Regions from separate parts of the Mus musculus genome. Here region 1 is linked to region 2. A link is a contact called in public HiChIP or PLAC-seq data. All regions are on one chromosome and are shown on one strand. The core of a region is the stretch at or near the end of the contact, and the rest is flanking DNA. Distances in the headings are between cores, read along the strand shown. Region 1 overlaps Lncpint (long non-protein coding RNA, Trp53 induced transcript). Region 2 overlaps Mkln1 (muskelin 1, intracellular mediator containing kelch motifs).

Evidence for each region. HiChIP or PLAC-seq counts read pairs in DNA pulled down with a chosen protein or histone mark.
Region 1: a BATF HiChIP or PLAC-seq map of CD8 T cells shows a contact between it and region 2, with 8 read pairs. The contact joins two enhancer-like sites. A contact is called at or near these places in 1 of 484 Hi-C or Micro-C datasets (bone marrow-derived macrophages), 6 of 115 datasets of contacts at active chromatin or transcription factors (the 230-238 cell line, CD8 T cells, the NIH/3T3 cell line and 2 more) and 1 of 9 other capture datasets (embryonic stem cells).

The regions. Positions count from the first base shown.
Region 1 is chr6:31,123,303-31,129,882 of GRCm38.p6, forward strand. All of the region lies in intron 3 of Lncpint (long non-protein coding RNA, Trp53 induced transcript), which reads right to left. Among named protein-coding and RNA genes, the nearest start is that of Mir29b-1, 64 kb to the left of the region's middle. Within about 2 kb of position 3,354, at least 247 of the 459 cell types and tissues checked have an H3K27ac peak or open chromatin away from gene starts, as enhancers often do. A contact at or near this core is called in CD8 T cells, where this site is marked.
Region 2 is chr6:31,491,465-31,497,995 of GRCm38.p6, forward strand. It overlaps Mkln1 (muskelin 1, intracellular mediator containing kelch motifs), which reads left to right. Exons shown (of 18, transcript NM_013791.2): 15 at 1,181-1,320; 16 at 5,205-5,307. Among named protein-coding and RNA genes, the nearest start is that of Podxl, 69 kb to the right of the region's middle. Within about 2 kb of position 4,482, at least 10 of the 459 cell types and tissues checked have an H3K27ac peak or open chromatin away from gene starts, as enhancers often do. A contact at or near this core is called in CD8 T cells, where this site is marked.

The sequences.
Region 1 (6,580 bases), core at 2,104-4,603, 370 kb before region 2:
AACTGTTCCGATTTAATTCTGATAACTAGTAGAGAGACTTGCCATTTTAAGATGGGGTATGCTTCAGGGGTGCTGTGCTACATGAGAGGTATGAATCCATCACTGAGAGGTACTCTTGCTCTTTATCCTGGCACACACACACACTCCCCCCTTCTGTACACACACACACACACACACACACACACACACACTCTCCAGAGTGGAGAAATTTGCTCAAATGTCTGGAGGGTGAAGTGAAACCCAATATGCTAAGCAGAGGCAGCTCTTGTCCTGGCCTCTGTCTGAGACACAGAGGAGGCCAAGCGAGTTTATTCAGAACCTCTATATGGCTCCAAGTTCAAAGGACGCAAGTGTAGTATGGGATAGAAGTGGTCAGAAGAATGGAAGGAGGTAATGACAGTGTCTGGTGTCACACAAGCAGGTCTCCTGTGTTGACTTCACCCCACCCCAGGTGATGAAAACAGGGAGGTGACTCTCTAAGTAAAAGCCTCGTGAGGACTGAACCACTCACATGGCCATGAGAACTCCCAAATAAAGCCTGCTCCCCCCAACTCTCAGCAGTTCTCCAATAGCACAATACAGGGAGACCACCCATGTGGGAGAGGCACCCTTCCAACACACACACAGACAGAGACATCGACATCAAAAATAAACAAGATAAACAACAAAAAGACCCTGGAAACAACAGAAAATTGAGGACAGCAAAGAGCAAAATAAAATCTTCCACTAGTAATCCAAAAAGAATTGAGAAAAATAATTACACCCATACAATATCAAGACATTATCCAAATAAAAGGCCTAGGAAATTAAAAATCACGAGCCCAAGAGGAAGCACCAGAAACCACTGTGGTGGTCAGCCTACTCACACAGCTTTGATCCCAGGAGAGTCATTCGACTATACAGTCAGTCCCTTCCCTGTGCTGTGCTAGGCTGCATGGGACTGTCTCAAGTTCAAATGGCACACACTGAACAGGTTCACGGTAAGAAGGCAGGGACACAATGTCCCACTGCAAGAAAATCTGTGTTTATTTTTAACTCCTCGGCTAGTTTACACCGTGATGGATAAACTTCTCTCCATACCTGTTTTTCCTTACACTGCCCTTCCTGTGGAAACAGCAGGAGCAGTGAGGTCAGTGGTTCAAAACCCTGCTCAGCACGGGGTCCTCCTCTGTGTGTGTGTGTGTGTGTGTGTGTGTGTGTGTGTGTGTGTGTGTGAATGCACAGATGTTACCGGGCACGAATATGCTGTCAAAGAACAACCTCGGCCGTAGGTCCTCACCTTCTACCTCAATATTTGCCCATTTTTATGTGCCAGGCTAGCGGCTGGGACTCGTTTCCACAGGAGCACTGGGATTACAGCAGTACATTCCTCCCTATTTTATACTGAGCAATGGCCCTGGCCTCCAAAGCCCCCCTTTCTATTAATGAAATAATAATAATAAGCTCTATCACGTGGTACTGTTCCAAAATACTACTCAACAGTAATATCAACAAGTGTATAAATAGCTTTTAAAAGGCTAGGGCAATTCCCTAAATTCAATATAAAGGAGAAAAGCAATGTATAAGTAAAATATTTATATTTCAATACAGAAATAAAGAGGCCCTTGTAACTTACTTGGGTTTGAGCTGACAGACAGGCCAGCATGATGGCAGTATGTTGCAAGTCACTGCCAAGTCTGCTGTCCTGAGCTCCATGCAAGAACTCAAAGTTAGGTGGAAAACCACACCTGACTCTTGTATATTGTCCTCTGACTTCCACACGTGCACAGCACGCATGTGCCATAGCGCGTGGGCACATAAGTAAGTGGATTTTTAAGTTTTTAAAGTAGTCAGATAAAAGGGTGAACCACTGTTAGACAACAAAATGAAAGATAATATACTCTGTGAATTACAAAAATACAAAATAGTTTTGTATTATAAAAATGTAAAGTTAAATCTAGGCTTAAAAAATTATAAACTAATTGGTGACTACATGAACACCTAACATAAACTCATTTGGAATACTGCGTACGTTTTCTTGTATGGGGCTTGCACCTTAAAGTTCCCTCAAAGAACAGCCAGAGCGCCCTCACGCATTTCCACTAGGGGGAAGACCTGCTTCCTGAGAACCTCGGCAAAGAGCTACGGGATCGCACTGAGAACCAGGGCACCAAAGACCAAGCACCCATACACCTAAGAAGCAGATGGCCGGAATACAAAATGGCTGTGAAGAACTTACTTTAGACCTTCGTCACTACATCTATATTCAATGCCATTTCCTCTTTCTGAACTGGGAACTATCAGGCGCTCCAGACAGAATTCGGGAGTGGAAAGCTTTCTCTCTCTGCGCCATTTATTTAGGGAGCACAAAGTGATTCCAACTTGAAAAAAATTTTAAGATTCAAATCTGGCTATTTAATGAGACCAGGGAGTTTTCAGAGCTGTATAGCTCCTGCTTCCTCAAAACAAGAATTAGAGCATTCTTTCGCATGTGGCCAGCACAGGAAGGGGGAGCCATTTACTGTAAATGCCTCTCTGATGCAACCAACCACCTCGTTCAAAGAGAGAATTCATCCAAGAAGATTTAGTCACTTCTTCTAGAAAAATGCCACCACACTGAATGTACACAGACCAAAGCCCACGCCCAGAGACAGGGATGAGCTGCTTGGCCGACAGAAAACAGACCAACAGACGGGGAAGAGAGATCTTGACTTCACCAGAAAAGATTCAGCAGTGTTCTTTCCGAGGTTGGCCTCTGAGACGGGCAAGCCGGACAGACATGTTACCATCAGTTCCTAAACTCATTACAGGGATCGTTCCCCTCTGCCTAGCTGTGAAAGCACCTCCTAAAAACTTCCTAAAAACTGGTTTAGAACCAGGAACTAGGCGTAATTAGTAACTTAGTAACTGTGGCTACTTAGTTTACAAAAACCTTTCAAATGCACAAGGAAAAGAGGAATCCTGTAATTTAAAATGTGAAACTGAAAGTACAACTTGATGAAGGTGGGTTACACATGAAGAGGGTGAGACAGAAGGAAACGCTGAATAGCAGTTGGGTTAAAAAAAAAAAAAGAAAACTCAAAGAAAAGCAGCTCTGAGCTTCTTTCCCTAACACCCCCAATCCACACAGAGGAAACTAGGGGAGGATCCCTCCCATTTCTGCTTACCCAGGGCACCCCGAGTTCTTCTTAGGGCAAGATGTGCGCACTTGCTTTTCTGGAGGAGGCAGGGAAGAGTCATGGCTGTGTTCTGATGAAGCCGGGGATCCCCTTGATGAATGAAACCACAAGGGGGTAATCTATGTTGGCTCAGCAAGCCATTGGCTACCGGGTGCTGAGGCGTGTGGAAGTCTCATTTGCCAACCTTCTGGTAAGCCTCTCACAGCCCATCTCAGGAGAGCCGCAGGATGCATTACACCCGGGCAGAGTCAAAACTAGACAGGGTTCGTTGTTTCCCTGCCACTCTCCCCAGCCCAGAGGAAACCACAGCCAACCACAAGGAGAGCTGGCTCCTCCGCCAGGCGAGAGAGAATTATGATGTCGACACCGGCAATTTACCAACGTATCCCACACCAATGCCAGAGCTTGCTCTCTGTATATGACTGCTGGTGAGTCTGAAGTAGGTACAGGCAGGCAGGTACCACACTCTCAGGCTAAGAGGCCGGGGCCATGGTTTGGGGATTCCATGGAGGTGGGAAAGTTATAAAAAAGGAAATGTTAACTTTTGTTGAAAAACTAACAAGAGCTGAAACAAAGGTGTAACCCAGCCTTCATAAACAAATGTTTCAATGTGTTCTTGAACAACCTGTGTTGATGCCTCTGTGGGGCCCAAGAGTGTGCCCCTCATCCAAGCATCCTGGGTCTTTATCCTGCACTTTACCATTTAGGGCCATTTGCCTGTCTAGAGAACTAACACTGCTGACCGCAGACACCATTGGGTGATTTCTCTCTGACTCTAGTCATCAGGACAACCCCACGTAGAGCATCTGTAACTTTTGTGAAAGGAGAGTCAGGTTGAGTTGCCTGTGCCTGCCCTCCCCCCAACCCCCACCTCCATGCTAGAGGGGTAAAATCCAAGCTGACAAATGCCGGAGGAAGAGCAGTCAGTGTTTGAGACTGAATCCAAACATTATGTCAGAGCAGTGGTTCCCAACCTTCCTAATGCTGCGGCCCTTTAATACTGTTCTTCATGTTGTGCTGACCCCCAACCATAAATTAGTTTTTGTTGCTACCTCATAACTGTAATTTTGCTGTTAGGAGTCATAATGTAAATATCTGTGTTTTCTGATGGTCTTGGGTGACCTATGTCAAAGGGGCTGCCACTCACAGGCTGCATTAGAAGATTGTGTGCCTGGGGAAACAAAAGACACGCTGCCAAAGGATGTGCACGAGGAAAAGGCGCGGGAACCGGACAGATGCGCTGCGCTATAGGCTTTAAATCAACAACTTTATATAATGAGTTCTACATGGACTCCCCAACTCAGCTACCTGACTCGGGCAACAGGCATCCAAGTGAATGTATGCCCTACACAAGTGGTGCTTGCTCTGAGTACCTAACTACTTCCAACACTCTGTGGACATAAAAATTCTGTAAATTGAGATTTAAAAAAAACCCACTCAGGACACATATCTGAAATGACACCATCTTCCTATATTTCTTTTAAAAATTTTTTTTAAACGTGTTATGTGCCTGCATGAGTTTATGTGCACCAGGGTCAGAGGCCAAAAGAGGACCTCGAACACCCTGGCAGTTCAAACCTGGATTCTCTGCTGGAGCAGTCAGCACTCAGTCATGAGCCATGCTCCAGCCCCACTCTGTATCTCTTTGCTCCATACTGATTTCCACAGGTCTGCAACCAAGCAGAAGCCTTGGGAGTTTCCAACTTCTCTCCTCCATCCTCACTAGATATTTCAGTCCAAATGGTGGGGAAGCCTCGTCTTTACAACATAGACTTAAGAATGTTATGAAATGTGAAGTATGGAAGCTTGTTCCTTCCATAACACAAGCTTTTATCTTAACCTTCTATATGTTTCCACAAATACTTTCTGAATCGAGAAGTCCAACTAAGAAAACCAAGTATTCGCAAATAAAATTTTGTTTCAGGATCATTATCTACTGGGACATCCCAACACCAACAGGAAGGAAGCTACCATTTAACTGTCCTCTCAGCTGATCTAGCTTTGTTTAATGTTACCAGTATTTTGCCTAATAGTAAAATTTAGCTGTGTATCAGAACAGAGATTCTCATATTCCATGTTAGCACTGAAACCTGTTTCATTCCCCAAATAACACTAGGTGACGGCTGATGCACACTCTAAATGGCAGCAGGACACCGGGTTGATGTGGTGTCCCAGGAGCCTCGGCATTTCCGGCTTACTCCTGTTGAAGCATCACATTTTGGAGATGGTACAAATACTATTGCTACTTCTTTAAACCCTATCAATGTATTCTGTGTATGCTGTCATTGTCTCAGACTGAGGCATACCCGAGCTGATTTCTTTTTTTTTTTTTTTTTTTTTTTAAAAGTCATGTCAGGCCAAATCTCACACAAATGTCTTACCTGCCCCAGTAAGTTTCAGAGTTCCACCACACCTGACAAGTGTGGAGCCGAACACAGAAATTACTATCTCTACTGGCAGAGCCCCTGGGCAACCATATCCTTAGGGGGTAAGTTTAAGGTCATTTTAGAAGCGTAAACCTTCGTCAAGACGTGTTTCAAAACGTATGAGAATACCATATTAATGACTAAGAGCTAATGTTACATTTCAACCCAGATATGTATATACTCACGTGTTATTTGCTGGTGTGTAAATCTGTGAAGCCCTGCCCTGTGTACTAGCTTTTCTGCCTAGAACAGGCCCCTTACATGAAAACAGCCCCCCCCCCCAGTTATTACTGCCAAGGGATGCAGACTGTCCTCATTTGCAAAGCACATCCCGACACTTATACAGTGAGGGAACCACCTGACATCTTTTCTTGTCTGTCTTTCTTTTTGTGGGCCATGCCCCTGTTGTGTGACACTGAACGTGTTGCAAGCCCCAAGCTCAGGCGCATGAATCTGAAAGGGAACTTAATCCTAGGGTAATCATTAACCAAGAGCTCTGAACACCACGTCAGGACAGAGGACAGAGATCGAAACGCCATTTCTAAGAGTCGGCTACTTCTAAGCTTCTGCCACCATGGAAACTCAGAAGTCCTTCCTTGCCTTCTGGATGCTGTTTTCTGGTCTTTAAAAAGATGTCTCACCTGGCAAAGCTGCTGTATCTAAAGTTTATGAGAAAAAATGCCCAAAGAGAGGGGAGATGGATGCTGAGGGACACCTAGGGCCACCAGCTTGGATCTGGGTCCCTCCAAGGGCTTCAATATCAACCACCCTCTAGAATAAACATACTACCTGTAAATAAAATCAGTAGGAAACTATATTCTTGTATCAGAAATATTCACAGGTATTACAATTATCCAGGACTTCCAAACTTACATTTAATCATCATTTTCAGCAACTGTATCTTTTCTGTTGATTCAGAATTTAGTGTTTTTCTTAAAACTAAGGAGGAAGCATTCTGGCACAGTTAATAGCATTAAAAAAAGTCTTCCCTTAATC
Region 2 (6,531 bases), core at 3,232-5,731:
CACCCACAGGGACACACCTACTCCAACAAGGCCACACCTCCTAATAGTGCCACTCCCTGGGCCAAGCAAATTTCAACCTTTACAATAGCCAAGTATAAAATACAGTTTTTGTATTTTGAAAAGGAGCAGACATTAGCTTTTCCAGTTATATAAGAGATCATTTCATCTATCTATTTCTGGTATAAGTAACCTCTATCTTCCAGCATTATAAAAGTGATTTTTGTATCATTAAGTGTTCAGAGTAGTTTCTGTAACTATTTTTCACTCAAATTTGATGTGTAATTTAGTGACTGGGCTCAGATATCTTGAAATTTACTTTTGTGTTTCAACTATAGATGAATTTTTAATATCTGTGCAATATAACTTAAAACCAGATAAACAATAACATGAGAAGGAATACAAGTTCTTACTCTAGAGTTTTCCAGCTTAAGAGGTTAATGAGGAATTTTCATTTAATGGGCTAGAAATAATATTTATTTTGTAATATCTCGCACATGCTAAGCTAAGACATACAAATGTTTTCATTTTTAGGGAAATGTTTTAATATTTAATGTAAGCTTAGAATAACATTAAAATTACTCTGTAAAATCTCTATTAGAATTCTTTTACATATCTTGTTTAATACTAATCGAACAATGGAATAATATTCTGAAAGTTTTAAGTATCATCCACTAGTTGGCATTCAAGTTAAAGCAAAGTAAGATCGTAAAGTTTTCTGTTCTTTTGATCTTCAATGATTTTTTTTAAGTATTGTGTCAGAATTATTTTAAATATACTATTTTTTAGGTCAATCAACACTTAATTAACTGGATAGCCCTTTTATTTGTAGTTCTCTAAGAACTATGTTGGATTAGCTTATTCCTACATTGGTTTTGTTATTATCTTCTATTATGGTTGTAATTATGATAGTATGATTTTAATACAAACATAGGTTAGGAAAATACTTTATAGTAAAATGAAAATGGGAAAAAAAATCATGGGAAACCTTTGGTAAGAATGTATCAGTTTAAAAGATTATCAAATGAATAAGGCAAAGAGAGTTAACTATTATGTACTCCTAGTAAAAGAAATTTCATTATGGCCTTTGTATAGTCTTTTGGGTGTGTATGTGTTCTTTAAATTCCAGTTTGCTGTCTGTGAGTGGTTGTTTTTGTTTTGTTTTGTTTTTGTTTTTTTATAGGTTCATTATTTATTTGGTGGAAATCCAGGAAAATCTTGCTCTCCAAAGATGAGACTAGATGACTTCTGGTCACTGAAGTTGTGTAGACCTTCAAAAGACTACTTACTGAGGCATTGCAAGTACCTCATAAGAAAACACAGGTATAAATATAATTTACTAATCTGGGCGTGGTAGCTTACACCTTTAATACTAGCACTCAGGCAGAGGCAGACGGAGCTCAAGGCCTGCATGATCTACATAGTAAGTTCCAGGATAGCCAAAGCTACATGTGAGACCCTGTCTGAAAAGAATTTCTTTATAATTAAAAGTCTTTAATTAGCATTGCTAGCTACTCTTGGTTTGACCTAGCTGTGGGATAGAGGTAGTCAAGTGCTATAAATGCACTGGGTTTACAAATGCTTTCTTCTTTCAAAGGAAGATACAAAGTAAGGATACATACAGGGGTTAATTTTTTTAAAAGCAAGTGAAATTTTGGAAGTGCTAATAGAAAAAAATCACATCAATTGCAGAATAATTATGAAATTGTGTGACTGGTTAGACATGATTTATTCCAATCTAGCAAGTCACTAAAAATGTAGTGGAAATGTACTTGTTTGGGTTACTAGCAGTCGTAAGTGCTAGTAAAAGCTTGTAGATTAGGTTATCATTTACTTACTACTATATGTTAGTGTCTGAATCTTAGTCTCGTAATTAGATAATAGAGTGAAAAACTGCCATTGTCATTATTTTGTCAAAGTAGAAAACTGAGGGAATTTTTAAATGGCTTATATAACTCATAAGGTCACTCAGCTGAACTGGTAAACAAACAACAAGTTTGTTTTCTGTAGAATCTAAAGAGAGGAGGTGTGGCTTTTACAGGCAGTATGACAAGGAATGGACTATTAATAAGGTTTAACCATTGAGGTCTTTGAGCTAGCTGAAACAACTGGTAGGGGAAAGTTAGTTAGCTTTTCAAAGACTTCTGATGAAGCCCAGAGAAGTGATTCAAGCCTTTAATCTCAGCACTTAGCAAGCAAAGTCAGGAGGAGCTATCTGAGTTCAAGACTAGCAAAAAGAATAAATAAATATTTTTTAAAATTTTATTTATTTATTTATTTATTTATTTATTTATTTATTTATTTAATGAGTACACTGTAGCTATCTTCAGACACACCAGAAGAGGGCATCAGATCCTATTACAGACAGTTATGAGCCACTATGTCGTTGCTGGGAATTGAACTCAGAATCTCTGGAAGAGTAGTCAGTGCTTTTAATTATTGAGCCATCTCTCCAGCCCGTAAGTAAACTTTTAAAAGACAAAAATAAATATGCATTCAAGGTCCTTTTTCAATATTGGATGTTAGCTCTCAGCTCAAATGCCGAAAGTAACCATAAGAAAGGGCTGAGGCAGCGTGTTCTGTGTTTTTATGCCACTACTATTACTCCAAGTAAAGAACATAGAGAAATGGTGGGCCTTTAAACACTAAATTCTGTTTCAAGGGCTTTTGTGGGCTAAGCTCTGAGATGAGTTAACCATTCAGCTTGACTGACTCCAGAGATTCTCCCTGTCTCCACCTCCCAGCAAGTGTGCACTGCCTTTCCAGGCATTTGACGTGGATTCTGGAGATCTGAACTCAGGACCCCATGCTTGCTCAGCAAGTACTTTATCCACTGAGCTAACTCCCCTGCCTTTCCTTTAGATTGCCTGCAAATAGTATTTGATATTTGGTTATAGCTTGTACATTTTTATTATGTATAGACTTTATTTAACTGAAAATTAGGAGTCTTATTCTCTTGAGTCACTGAGTGAGTGAAATACTATAAACAGTGTTAATATGCTAACAAGTGCCAATCATATAATGCTGTATGGCATTCTATTTTATATGCAATTGACTAGTCTCCTTTTATTAAAACCTTTGGATTACATCAGCTCACTAGATGTCTTAGGTAATTCTGTAATATTATAATAAATTATATTCCAAAAGGTGATATAAATGATGGGTTATCAAAGTATTCTCCAGAAAGTTACTTTTTATTTCTTCTAGAAATATATAATAGGTCATTTGTTTAACACAATCATGCCAGCCTAAATTATTTTAATTGTTATCATTTATTTTTCTTCTTTAAAGATATTCTGGATCAGGGATATAGCTCAGTGATAGAATACTTTTCCTAGCCTTAGTTTTGCTTCTTAGCATTGCAAAATAGCAACTATAACACCCCTCACTCCCCACCCCTGAGACTGGGTTTCTCTGTGTGGCCCTTACTGGCTTGGGACTCACTCTGTAGACCAGGCTGGCCTTGAGCTCACAGACATCTGCCTGCCTCTGTTGCCCAAGTGCTAGGATAAAAGGTGTGCACCGCCACTATTCAAATAGAACACTTTTGATGGGCAGGTAGGTCATAGTTTATAAGAAGAAATGAGTAGTCAAGTCATAAAGAGAATGAAAATGGATTAATTATTTACTCACTTTACATCCCAATCATAGCCCCTCCCCTCTCTCCTCCCTTTCACACCCTCACACCCACCAGCTTTTTTTAATGGCATGCTATTTCTTTTTTTTTCTCTTTTCTCTTTTAAATGATTTTACTTATTCTTATTTTACATTCATTGGTGCTTTGCCTGCATGCATGTCTATATGGTTGCTGGGAATTGAACTCAGATCCTCTGGAAGAGCAGCCAGTGCTTTTAACTGCTGAGTCATTGTTCCAGTCCTGGATCCTCTAAACTTTTAAATGTGTGGTAGAAGACTACCAAACCTTAAGAGTATCAGATCAATTCATAAAGTAACTGAAATTGAAAGAAAAGTTTATGACCAGCCATTTGCTCCTGTGGGGGAAAGAACCACTGACTCATCTCAGAATTTAACCACTAAAGTCTTGACTGAATGTAGAGGAAAGGCCCACCATTCCTGCACTCTTAGATAATAGTGGATATATTATATAATAGTGGATATAAGTAACACAGCACGTGCCAGCTCAGTCCTCTCTGATGGTTGCTTTTGTCATTTGTTCCAGTAGTGTCTACTGTTAGGAAAGGACCTTGAATGCATACTTACTGTGTCTTCTTCCCGTCCTCCCTCCCCTCTTTTCTCTTTCTTCCCTTCTTCCCTTCCCTCCCCCTCCTCCTCCCCTTCCCCCTCCCCTTCTTTCAGTATTAACATCATGTTTAGCAGTTGAGAATAATTATTGACTAAATGCAGTACTAGACTACAGAAACCAATTTTGGAAACGCTCTTTACTGATTATGAGAACCTCGAGTAGAAACAACAACAGAGCCCACAAGCAAGAGGGAAGATTGTACTTTCAGGAAACCGAGTTCTCTACTGACCTTAGTAGAATGGAAAGTGAAATGTGGGTTTATTTCACATTGCAGGGGACTGGGGTATGCATAGGATACCTCAGTTAAAGTAGCTATTTTAGCAGGTATAAAGGCCCTCCTTCTCGTGTGATGCTGGAGCAGCTCCAGCGACTTTATTGTTTGCCTCATTGTCCCCTACTGTTCAGCTGGCTGTTCTGAATTTGTTTTCTCTAGGGCCTCAGAGCCTAGATACATAGCTAGTCTGTGAGTCTAAGGAAGCAAGTTTAGTTTATAACAACTTGGTTTTGATGTGACACATTGGGGTCTTTTAAAGTTATTATGTGAGTGTATGCACACTTACATGTGTGTGCACACTGTGGTATATGTGTGGAGATCAGAGGACAACTTAGGGAAATCAGTTCTGAGGAGTGAACTCCCCTCAGTAACTGAGGTGGTGAAGACTCTGCCTACTGAGGCATCTTGCCAGCCTTCACACATTTCATAGGGAACGGTAAGGAGCTCTGCCTGCCACAGACATCCTGACAGCACAGTTGTGTCTATGCCACAGGGCATTTCTGCTGCCTCTCTGCAGAGCTGACATCTGTACGCTCTTACTCTGGATGCTCAAAAACAGTTTTTTAGATATCCAGAAGAGATCATCTCTAAGCAGTATACCTTTCTTCAAACCTTAAGGCCATTTCTTATAACTGAAAGTAATTGCTTCCCTTGTTTTGTGTTTTCTAGGTTTGAAGAAAAGGCCCAAATGGATCCCCTTAGTGCTCTGAAGTATTTACAAAATGATCTTTATATAACTGTGGATCATTCGGACCCAGAAGAGACAAAAGAGGTAAAGAAAGATGGATAAATGTTTTTCTTGTGTAAGTGCTTAAAGGAAATGAAGAACTATGATGCACTGCCCTTAAGGATGCTCAGTTGGATAAAATAAAAGTGAACAGCTGTAGTGCTAAACTGCTGCACTCCAGCATTGGGAAGGTTGGTGCAGGAGGATCGATCACTAATTAAAGGCTAGCCGAAATGACAAGGTATCTCATTACACCATCTATCTGAGGGGAAAGAAAGAAATTGAACAGGCACATTTGATTCATTCAAAATTAATTTTTAGGTATAAAATTTCAAATTACGGGCTGGTGAGATGGCTCAGTGGGTAAGAGTACCCAACTGCTCTTCCGAAGGTCCAGAGTTCAAATCCCAGCAACCACATGGTGGCTCACAACCATCCGTAATGAGATCTGACGCCCTCTTCTGGTGTGTCTGAAGACAGCTACAGTGTACTTACAATAATGAATAAATAAATCTTTTTTAAAAAATTAAAATTACGTTAGTTCTGTATTTATGGAGGAATTTTTAAAGTCTAGTTTTTATAAATCACCAAGGGTTATATATAATCGTGAAATACACACTTTTCTGTTGATGTTCAAGATCTTTCAAGATCTTTCAACTTCCCTTGTTTGTATGGAGAATCAGGTTTAACTTTTAAACTACTTTATATTCCAAAAATCTGAGTTATTTTTTTCCCTGTGTGTATGTTTTATGTTTTACACATTTTCTCATTTTTAACTTCTCATTGACCAAAGGTATTTTATGTGTTCATTAGATGTGCTGTTATCATAAGCATCACTGTATGATACCTAGGACCAGGGCAGTAACTGTTGTCTGCCATTGTAAATCAAAGCATGGCTTTTGTTTCCTTCAGTCTCCAGAATATTGGATATGAATTGCTGATGAACTTGCAAAAAACTTTATACAAATTGTATTGATTTCATGCTTTTGTAAATCTCAGAATCCTGCTTTTTGTTTTTTTAAACTAATAAAATGGAGTAGTTCAAAAACAATCACCAAAACCAAAACCAAACAAACAAAAAACATGAGAAAGAAACAGGGTCAGCTAGTAAGAGAGGACCTATATACATTACATACATGCATGGAAATATGATGAAACCTATTATGTAATTAACATGCTAGTAAAAATTATGTATTTTTTTTCTAGAAAAGGCTTGAGAAAAAAATTGCCAAAATCAAGCCTACCATTTTCAAAAGGACATTATAATAA